2 separate regions of the Sus scrofa genome follow, and region 2 is linked to region 1. The links are chromatin contacts, called in public Hi-C maps. All regions are on one chromosome and are shown on one strand. Each heading gives the region's core, a stretch centred on a gene start, on an enhancer-like site or on the middle of the called end of the contact. The rest is flanking DNA. Distances are from core to core; before and after follow the strand shown.

Region 1 (5,272 bases), core at 1,889-4,388:
ATAAAAATGTTATTTCAGGAGTTCCCGCTGTGGTCAGTGGGTTAAGAATCCAGCATTGTCACTGAGGTGGTGTTGTTTCGATCCCCAGCCCAGTGCAGTGGGTTAAGGATTCAGCATTGCTGTGGTTGTGGCTGAGGTCATAGCTGAAGCTGGGATTTGGTCCCTGGCCTGGGAACTCCATATGCCATGGGTGCAGCCAAAAAAGAAAAAAACAAAACTAAACTAAAAAAACCATGGTATTTCAATGATTTAAGATGATATTATGAAAGTAATACACTATTGTCAAGACTAAGGAATTGACTAAAATAGCAAGGTCCATTATGAACTCAATCCCCTGTTAATAAACTGATAATTGCATTGAGGTCACTGTCTCAACCACAATTAAAAACATATTCGTAAATTCAAAACCTCTCTGCAAGCTAAATAAAGTGGTTTTTAGTGAATCAGGATGAAAAATGCTCTAAAACATTTTTAATTCAAAATCTTCCTGCATAAAATGTTCTTAATAGATAAGGATGAAAATCAATCTTTTTTTTTTCCTTTCAAAGAATTTGTAATACAACAAAAGTTTAGCAATCCATTCATTTGCAGTAGAAATATTAAAATTCTTAGAAGGAATCTTAGATATGACCAATCCATCTCCTAATCAAAAGCAAGACAGTGAAATGTCAAGTGATTCATCTATGAAAAACAACTTTCAGCTTCCTAACTGTAGTCCACTGAGTTTTACAGAGACCTTTGGAGAGAACAATGCTGGGTAGCAAGAGACATGATATACCTTAGACACTGCCCCTAGTTTTGCATGAAGACAATAATCTTTCAATGCAAAATACACATGTGATGTGAAGAGAAAATAATTTTTGAAGAAATTAATATTTTATTATATACTCTATAAATACGATTTTATCCACATTCTCGCTCATTTATAAGTTTCTTTGCACTCACATTAAGGGAAAATAATCTGTGAAGTTTTGCCTTATCAATGCCACTGGAAGACTATGAAATTCAGCAGAAAGACTGTGCTTATCTATTGCAAGTAAAGAAATTAGAACCCTCCTGCACTGTTGGTGGGAATGTAAACTGGTACAGCCACTATGGAGAACAGTTTGGAGATACCTTAGAAATCTATACATAGAACTTCCATATGACCCCGCAATCCCACTCTTGGGCATCTATCCGGACAAAACTCTACTTAAAAGAGACACGTGCACCCGCATGTTCATTGCAGCACTATTCACAAAAGCCAAGACATGGAAACAATCCAAATGTCCATCGACAGAGGATTGGATTAGGAAGATGTGGTATATATACACAATGGAATACTACTCAGCCATAAAAAAGAATGACATAATGCCATTTGCAGCAACATGGATGGAACTAGAGACTCTCATACTGAGTGAAATGAGCCAGAAAGACAAAGACAAATACCATATGATATCACTTAAAACTGGAATCTAATATCCAGCACAAATGAACATCTCCTCAGAAAAGAAAATCATGGACTTGGAGAATAGACTTGTGGCTGCCTGATGGGAGGGGGAGGGAGTGGGAGGGATCGGGAGCTTGGGCTTATCACACACAACTTAGAATAGATTTACAAGGAGATCCTGCTGAATAGCATTGAGAACTATGTCTAGATAGTCATGTTGCAACAGAACAAAGGGTTGGGGAAAAAATGTAATCGTAATGTATACATGTAAGGATAACCTGACCCCCTTGCTGTACAGTAGGAAAATAAAAAAAAAAAAAAAAAAGAAATTACACCTAAATTCTCTGTAGATATCAGTAAAGTTGTCACTTTTAAAATGTCTACAAAGAAGCTATTTCTTTTCCTTAGAAATGCAATAATATTCATTTTCAGGAATGACTAAAGTCTAAATGGTTGGTTGGCTAGACAGAAATTACATTAACAATAAAACAGTGAAAGAAGATGTATCACAGCAAATAATGCTTGATTAGTTGCTGTTTTTAGTGGAAACATAATTATTTACATTATTGTCTATTTATTTTTATGAAACATACTCCAAAATTAAATTTCTCAAGGATTACTATTACCATCTAAATTGTGACAGAGCATTGCACCAAAAAATAATGTTCAGAATTGTATATATTACCTCCAAATATATTAGAATAATGCCACCAGATTGTGGGTTAAACATCTTTTAATTAGTAGTTCTGCCAAAAATATTTATTTCAATAGAAGTATTTTTTTTGCTCTGATTTCTTTAATACATTTATATAACACAGAAATGGGTCACTGTGAATCTTAGGTTAAGAAAGATCATTTGTACTGCACAGATTTGTGACTTCTAGAACTTTGAGGAAAAAACTGTTGCTCCTTTTTGCATTCTCACAATTTACCCATCTCTAGCTAACTTTCTCTCTAGAGATATTTCTGTTTTAAAAGCCAACTCCAGTTATTTTTTATATTTTTATTAAGTCACATGTTCAGCAAATTTAATAAATTAGATATGTTACCAGTTGATAAGGAATGTCCTCATCAAAGTTGTCCTATATCACAAGGATATTAAGAACCAATTCAATCCCATTGAGTTCATGCCATCATACACAATTTTTATGATATGAAATCATATTTGATGATAATTCAATAATTTTATACTCTGATGATTTAAAAGAGTTTCAGGAAAAACATCTTATGTATATGTTATTTAGGGAATCTCCCACTTGAGAGATTGGAATAAAAGCTCCTAAGAATGCCCATCACTGCTTCAGATGCAGCTACGTCTGCACGAAACACCAGAAAAGTCATGAATAAACCTGAAAAAAAAAATAACTGAAGTCATTCGAATGTGCAGTACCCTTAATAGGTCATTATGATATTGTTCCAATAACACTTTGCTAGTTTGTATTGTGTAGGCACTACTGAATTCAGAGAGGAAAAAGTTTAATCTTACACTCAAAGTAATTTTTATTTCATCAGTGTGAAGTAAAATGCTTAAAGCTACCATTTAATTTTTTGTATGGAGGTTCAAGTGAGGCGTTGAAGTTGAAAGTAAATTAATGAAATTGAAATCCACACCAGGATCAGTTCAAGCATCATGCCTGACCTGTCACTTCCTTTGGCCCTGAAAAGGAAAACCCCACCTTTCCTGCCTGAGAGGAGGCTGTGTGTTAAGTATGAGTTTGCCTGAAAGGCTGTGAGAGGCTCTGTGCTGGGGAACAAATGCATCAGGATCAGGGTGGTATGTGCAAAGGAACATTCCACGACTTGACGTTAAACTTAGGGAATCAAGACAAACATTTATTAAACAAAGACGTCAGGATGGAAATATCAAAACCATGGCTCAAGTAAATAATTAAATTTATATTCAGAATGTTTGGGAACAGTGTCTCATTCATGCTCTCTTTCAAATGAAGCCCAAATACTATGTGATTCACTCAATTCAACGGGATTGACACATTTTGCCTGTTTATACTGGCTTCCAAATAACAAAGAAGCTTTACTTCGTAAATTTATGTCAAAGCCTATATGTACAGAGATTACACAGCAGAAGGTCTAATTACATTTCAGTTCAAAGTTTGACATTCTACATTAGTTTTTTGGTAGAAAAACTAACCACATAATTTAATTTGGTAGGGCATACATCTCACCCCCTTTTAAAATTTCAAGTATGAGGTTAAATGCAGTCATTAGGAACAAGAAAATTCAACATCTACTTGTATTATCATTTATGGGTTTAAACTCTAAGTACTTCCATCTCTCAACAACAAAAATAAAGAGCAGTACTGCCATGAAAGGATGGTGCCAGGGTTTGCATATTTCCTTTAATTTTGTTCTTCATTTCTTTCCCTATTTTGGGTGACCACTGGGAATTCTGCTGCCATGAATCTGGGTGAAATGTTTCACTACATCCAGAACACTTCATCATGTTGCAGAGCCAAAATCTATTATGGTTTGCAAGTGACTCATGTTTTAGTTATGAGAGAGCCCTAGCAAAGAACAGTTTATATCTAAAAGTCCTAAATGTCAGGAATGTAATGTTTGGACTGCATAGGTATGCAAGGTCCAGTCGTACTCTGTGAACAATGCTTTGAGGTATTTATTTATTTATGAGGTATAACCAACCTCATTCAAAAGAGTCTGTGGTAGCTGTAATAATAGTGTACTGTCTCATCTTGATAGCATTTCTGAACTTTTGAAACTGAAAGTAAATGACAGAGAGAAGACCTATGATTCCATGCTTTGAAAGACTGGTAGGGGTTAGATGTGAACTATTAGGGAAAATCAATGGAGCCACCACTGCACATATACAGAAACCAGAAGGTCTTGAGAACACAGGTCTGCTACAGGTCCCAGCTCTACTGAAGTTTCATGGATCATCAGAAAGTAAATCTGTGCAGTTAGGTGTAGTTTTTTTTAGAATGACAAGAAAAAAAATGAGAAAAATAAAATCATTGCATTTTGCCAGAAGCTGTGGGCTAAATGTTGTCTTGTATATTCTAACTACTAATTTACTATTTTTTTTAAAAAAGAAAACACTTTAGTAAAAGAAACATGATATAATGATAATATTTGAGGAAACAACATTTAGTAAAAGAAACATGATATAATGATAATATTTGAGGAAAAATGTGGGAATTAGAAAACTTCTCTTTTTGGAATTTTAGGCCAGCAAATACTTTGTCATTTCAAACTTTATATCTGAAATTTAAATTAAGTTTTTTGTATATTCAGATATCTGTGCACTTATTTCACATGAGTTTGTACATTTTCTATTCCAAGTGTTCTGGAATAAGAGAAGAGAGGGAAGCATATACATTTTAGATTCTTTTTGGCTTAATTTTTAAAAGCAAAGTAAAAATGACTAAAATGAGTTTTAAAACAGAACATATTTTACATATAAGCTACATGTATGTAACTGTGACCAATTATATTTCTCAAACAAAAGCAATTACATTAATCTCTCCCCACTAAAACTCTTCTAGCAGTCAGCAGCATATGTTCCTGGGGTTTTGATACATTTCTTACTAGCAAAGAAATATGTATGAGTAACAGACAGGCTTGGATAGTAGCCAGAAATGACAAGAATTGCTAGAAGTGTGGACAAGATATAGTTAACTCTATTCCCGAAATAAAATGCTTTCCATAACTCACTAAATGTGTGGTGACATAATAAAAAGCTAGTTTTGTTGTGCTTTCAATATTGTTCAAATTAGAACCAAATAAGGATTTCTGCTAAGGCAAAGGCAATCATGTGTAACCACTTCAACTTTTCCTGAAATCAATACTGCATAATTTCTGCATTTTAAC
Region 2 (5,272 bases), core at 909-3,408, 69 kb after region 1:
CTGCCTCGTTGCCCTGGATAATGCGGTAGGATCGGTGGTCCACACCATTGGAGCCAATGTCCGAGTCGGTGGCGGTATCCAAGATGACTTGCCGCCCGCTGCTACTGTCCTCCTTGAAAGTGACCACAATCGAGGGGTCCGGGAAGACAGGGGCGTTGTCATTGAGGTCCCGTACCAAGACTCGCACTTCGGTGGGGTAGGTGGGCGAGCTGGAAAGAACCACTAGGTTGATCACGTCGCTGGGTAGGCTCTCGCGGTCGATGGTGGCAGTGGTGTACAGGGCCCCGGTGCTACTGTTTATGGCAAACAGGGCGTGGCTTTCGCTGAGCCGGTAGGTGAAGCCAGGGCGCGTCTGGATGGTACCCACCAGCGTGCCAGGAGGTTGCTCCTCCAGCACCTGAAACACCTGGCGCTGCTCCGCCCCGCTGACCCGGGCCGACCCTGGGAGCAGTGACAGCAGCCAAAAGACGCGAAGGAGCTGAAATAATGATAAAGTGGGCAGCGGGAGCCACGGGCGGCCAGGAGCCCTGTCTGCTGCCAAGTCCATGTTCCTGGCTCCCTGGAACAGTGTGATATAGAGAAGGAAGAGGTGAGGCAAAAAAGTGATGACGATGACGGGGATTAAGTAGCCCCAGCAAACATGCAGCCGATGGCTTGGAGAGCTCTGCTATTTCAAAGAATCTCCTGCCCAACAGAAGCAAGTCGCATCAGCAAAAGGATCAAGGTAGCCATTTGGATGCTTAGTGCGAGAGAGATGCCTTGGGGGAAAGCGGCAGGCATTCCTCGGACACTCCTGTGCGTTGATGAGTTCCCAGAAAAGTTTCTCAAACCTTCTCTATTTTCCCCCTTCACTTTGTTTTCGAATCCGGGAGAGTCAGCGTTTTCGCCCAGGTGGATGTGAGTTGGGAGAGATTGAGGTTAATGAGGAATGAAGTTGCAAACAATTGTCCTCAGAAACTTTAGAACTTACCACAGCGAAGAAACTGAAGAGGGAAGGACAAACGTCCGTAGCGGTGTGTGGAAAGAACAATTGCTCACGGGGGAGGGGTCGATGAGGAGCCGGGAGATTCTCGAATTCCTTTCCCAAAATCTGGAGACGAGGGATTTCCTCGAATCCCCTCTCCTCAAGAACAAGGCTGCAACGCCCCTCCAACAGGGCTGCAGAAGTGGCCGCTGAGGCCCAGGCTTCGGGGTCTGAGCGCGGGCAGCTAGAAAACTGCCTTCCAAGCGCTCACAGCGGCGCTGGGGCTCCGGTATCCCGGAGCGCTCAGCTCTGTCCCTTCTCCTCCAGCCGGCGCCGCCGCCCCTGCTGCGGCTTCGAGCCCGTAGTCAGGCGCAGGCAAAATCCAGCGCTATTCGGCATTTTTAATTTTTTTTACCTCTGCCAGGACGCCTGCCGACCCATTATTTGTACATCCAAATCGAGCGCAGGTCCCTCTTTCTTCTCGGCCTCGCCAGGGTCGGACAGGAGCAGCGCTCTGTCCCCGAGTCCCCTCCCCTAACCATGCCAGGGGGATCCTTCTCCGGCGGCCCCAGTCAGAAGCCCTCTCTAGTGCGCCTCGCCCCTGACCTCGTGCCCTTTCCCTTTATTGTCCTGTGTCAGTTTCACTTTGTAATCCACAAGGCTTTTTGTTTGGGGCGGGGGTGGTGGTTGGTCCCCCTTTCTCCTTCACCCGTGGCTGTGTAGGCGGGGAAATCCGCTCTGGGCTGTGGCAGCGCCCGCAGCAGCTTCGGACGGCGGCTGTCAGCGCTCTCCCTCTTGCCTGCCCCGGCTGAAGCTAGTACCGCTGTGGAGCTGGAGCTCCTTGAGCCCCTCTCAACCTCCGGCTGGTCCCCCACACTCTCCCCGCCCCTTCCCCGCCGCACGCGCGCGCGCAGACACACACACGCACACACACACACACACACAGCGCGTCGCCGAAACACAAACAGAGGGGGAGGGAAGACCGCGAGCTAGAGCAAGACACAGAAACTTTGCTCGCCACTCATTGATCCCCGCACTTTAGTTCGCCGGACTCCCCCTAACTCCGGGTGCTGTCACCTACTGCCCCTCCCTCGCCCCATCCCCATTGGGCCGGAGCTAAAGCAGCCCCGCCTGGCACTCCTACCGCCAGCGCTCTCGGACTTTTTCGGCCTCCGACTGGCTTCTCCGGATGCTAATCACTCCAGCCTCCTGGAGGACTGTAGGCTGTCGGGTGTGGGAGATCTGCGAGTAGGAGGCGCTGGGAAGGGGGGTGATTTTTTCTTTTTCTTTTTTTTTTTTTTTTTTTTTTTTTTTTTTTTTTTTGGTCAAATCTTGGCCGGCGTTACAGCAATAACAGCAAAAGGCTGCCGCAGAATAGATGGGGGTGGGGTCAGGTTTGCAGATAAATAACTTTAGTGGCGGGGTCTGGGAGAAGACCGTTAGATTGTTATGCTAGTAATAACTCAGGGGTAAGGGGGTCGAGAGAAATAAAAGAAAGGCGGGGGGTGAGGGTCTGTTAGAGCGGGAGGAAGGATTAAGCAAAGCCTGTCTGGGAATGCAAAGCGCAGATTTGCTTTAACCGTTTCCTGCCCCTTCTCTTGCGATGGGAGAGGAGGGAGCTGCTCTACAATACAACCCGACAGAATCCAAACCAAATCTTCCTCATGCCTCCTCTGTCTACAGAGCGAGCTAACTGCAGCCCAGGTTGAGATCAACCCTGAACCTGTCCCCATTTGTCCCTCCCCCACTGTCAGGTGACTAGGACACCAAGGCCTAGGTACTGACTGCACTTTGGATTTCCTGTAGGAAAAGCCAAGGGAACTCTGTTTGTTTTGTTTCCCTTCCCAAATGGATCCCAGGTGCCAGTAGCCAAACCTTAGAGTTTCAACAATAACAATGGTAGCCCATTGGAAAGATGGAGATCTTTTCCTATTGCAAAGTTTGGAATTTTGATCTCTGTTGGAGTATTTCCTCCCAGACATTTTATAACCAATGGAATCCTGATGAAGTTTTGTTTCTTTTTGTTTTGTTTTTTTTGTTTGTTTTTTGTTTTTGTCTTGAGAAAGGGTATATATGAGAAAAATAGAAATGAATAGAGTGAAATATTAAAAATAGCCACTTGCCATGCAAGGCACTCAGATTAATTTCCCTGATATTTACTGAAGCTAATCTTTGTGGTACAATTCGGCTCTTCAAAGAAAGAAAAAAGTGACTAGAAATCAGGTATTATTTATCCTTTAAGGGAAACCATTTAGAAAATAAGAATTTAAGGCAAGTAATGTAAATATAGGGCGTGTGTTTTACTTTTCGCCACAATGACCCCTCCAAGTTTAAAACTTTTCTGATACCAGAGATGATTCAGCGATGAGTAAATACTGCCCTCTGCTGTTTTCCATCAATCTTACAGCTTTTTAGTTGTCCACTTTCTTGCTTAAAATTAAATGCAGAGACTAGAAGGATCTGGTTACAAGGATAATTCCTCCTTCTTGCCCAGGGATAGTAGCAAAGGTAGAAAAGGTCTTTAGGAGTCTCCTATTACCCTTCTTTCCTTACAGTAAAAAAAAATAATAATAATTAATTAAGCAATAGTGATAGGGCTAGAGTAGGCACAGGTGGTTATAGAAATCCTAATAGGGGATCATAGATAAAGAGGGAAACCTGGGAGATATTGGGAGCCCATTGTAAATTAAAGAAAACCATCAAAATAAGGCAGGCTTGCTTAACTAGTGGAGGTGCAAGCATTGCCTCAGGTCATTAGGTGGGGGAAAGGTTGAGGCCTGCATTCAGAGTCAGACCTAGGGCAAAAATGTAAAGATCACCTTCAGCTGATTTGAATACACCACCTTACCTGGTACCAAGGAAGAGCTACTACTCCCGGAAATGAAAAGGCAGGCCTTTCCAACCCCCACTCCCTTAGGATGATAAAACTGTGGCCCACCAGCTCCTCGAAGAGCTTCCTTGCCTGCCTGCTTGCATCTCTTACTAACATCCTATCCTAATAAATCTGCTTCTCACCTATCACTTTGTCTCTTGCTGAATTCCTTCTGTGTGGAGGCATAAAGAACCTGAGACTTGGTGAGTCCAAACGCAGGGTAAGTAACTCAAATTTAAAACTGTGGGTTTAAGTTCCAATCTGGCTTTAGGCTGGGTTTGAGTCCAGGCATGTGGGTTCAAGTCCCAATCTGTGTTCTGGCTAGGTTCAGACCGTTTAAGTGCTTGGTCAGTTTTAGTAGGCCAGACAGCAAATTCAAGTCCTCTGGTGCAGATGGCCTGTAACACAAAATTGGTGGGTGGAAACATGAATTCTAAAAATGCTGTCACCAATTCCTTTGTTTAGGTTAGGGCATTCACTTCTGCATTTTCCTCTACTATATATGTTGTTGTATTCCGAATATATGATGATTTGGAAACAGGCAAGAAAATTAGGTTTCACCATTTTTGTATTTTTAGAGCTTGAAAACTTGTGAAAGCATTGGAGGCTCTTAAAAGAGAGACATTTTAAAGCCTTTTCTCAAAACTCATATATCTGCCAATAAATCACAATCTTAATACATTATTTGGGTGTATTTTTAGCCCACAAAGATTTGTAGCTTAACTAAAGTGGAACCAACAGTTTTACAAGCAATGGCTATGATATGTGGTTTTAAGAGAATATTAGGATTTTCTTGCTTGTCTGTTGCTGTTGTTTACTAATGTACCACAGTTCAGTCCTTAAGGTAAGACAGTATAGAAGGAAAACATTTAGATACTTGTAGGCTATTGGGTACTTTTTTTTTTCTGTTTTATTGTTTGTTTGGAGAGCCTGTGAGATTATAGTCATACTTAGTCTAAATAGTATTAAATTCGTATTGAGTGCATTTAATTTGGGAAAACAGGTGAAAATCATTCATTCTGTGGAGTGAGAAGTATAATATATATTAATTTTTAAAAACAAGATACGACAAAGTATTGCAAAAAGTGTATATATTTGGTACATGAAATAACTTTTTGAACAGTTCTGCAAAAGGACTATCAAAATGATTTAGACAATGACATGGTTTTTTAAATAAATGAAAGCCTTCCATAATAACTACATTAAAGTAACACTTAAAAATAAAATCTACACATAAAATTACAATCTGTGTACACAATTTAAGGAATGAACAGAAAATGATTTTAATAAAAGACAAATAATGCAATCTTTATTGTATTCAGTTTACCTCTCTTGGATTTCAGAAATTGTAGTAAGACAATGCATGGTAAAAAGTAAAGATGCCCCCAACAAAATAAAAGTAAAAACATACAGAAATTGTATGTTTGAGAGAACAA

What was found. A called contact is a pair of places that touch in the nucleus more often than the background predicts.
Region 2: a contact with region 1 is called in a Hi-C map of skeletal muscle, with 4 times the contacts expected there. The contact joins the promoter of FAT4 here to the enhancer-like site in region 1. A contact is called at or near these places in 1 of 5 promoter capture datasets (liver), 5 of 47 Hi-C or Micro-C datasets (heart right ventricle, liver, retroperitoneal adipose tissue and 2 more) and 1 of 2 datasets of contacts at active chromatin or transcription factors (skeletal muscle).

The regions. Positions count from the first base shown.
Region 1 is chr8:99,240,488-99,245,759 of Sscrofa11.1, forward strand. All of the region lies in intron 2 of FAT4 (protocadherin Fat 4), which reads right to left. Among named protein-coding and RNA genes, the nearest start is that of FAT4, 69 kb to the right of the region's middle. Within about 2 kb of position 3,139, at least 20 of the 83 cell types and tissues checked have an H3K27ac peak or open chromatin away from gene starts, as enhancers often do. A contact at or near this core is called in liver, skeletal muscle and subcutaneous adipose tissue, where this site is marked.
Region 2 is chr8:99,309,973-99,315,244 of Sscrofa11.1, forward strand. It overlaps FAT4 (protocadherin Fat 4), which reads right to left and starts at 2,159. Exons shown (of 22, transcript XM_021101611.1): 1 at 1-2,159. The coding sequence starts at 547. The region is part of intron 1 of LOC106504728 (a long non-coding RNA gene); the gene reads left to right.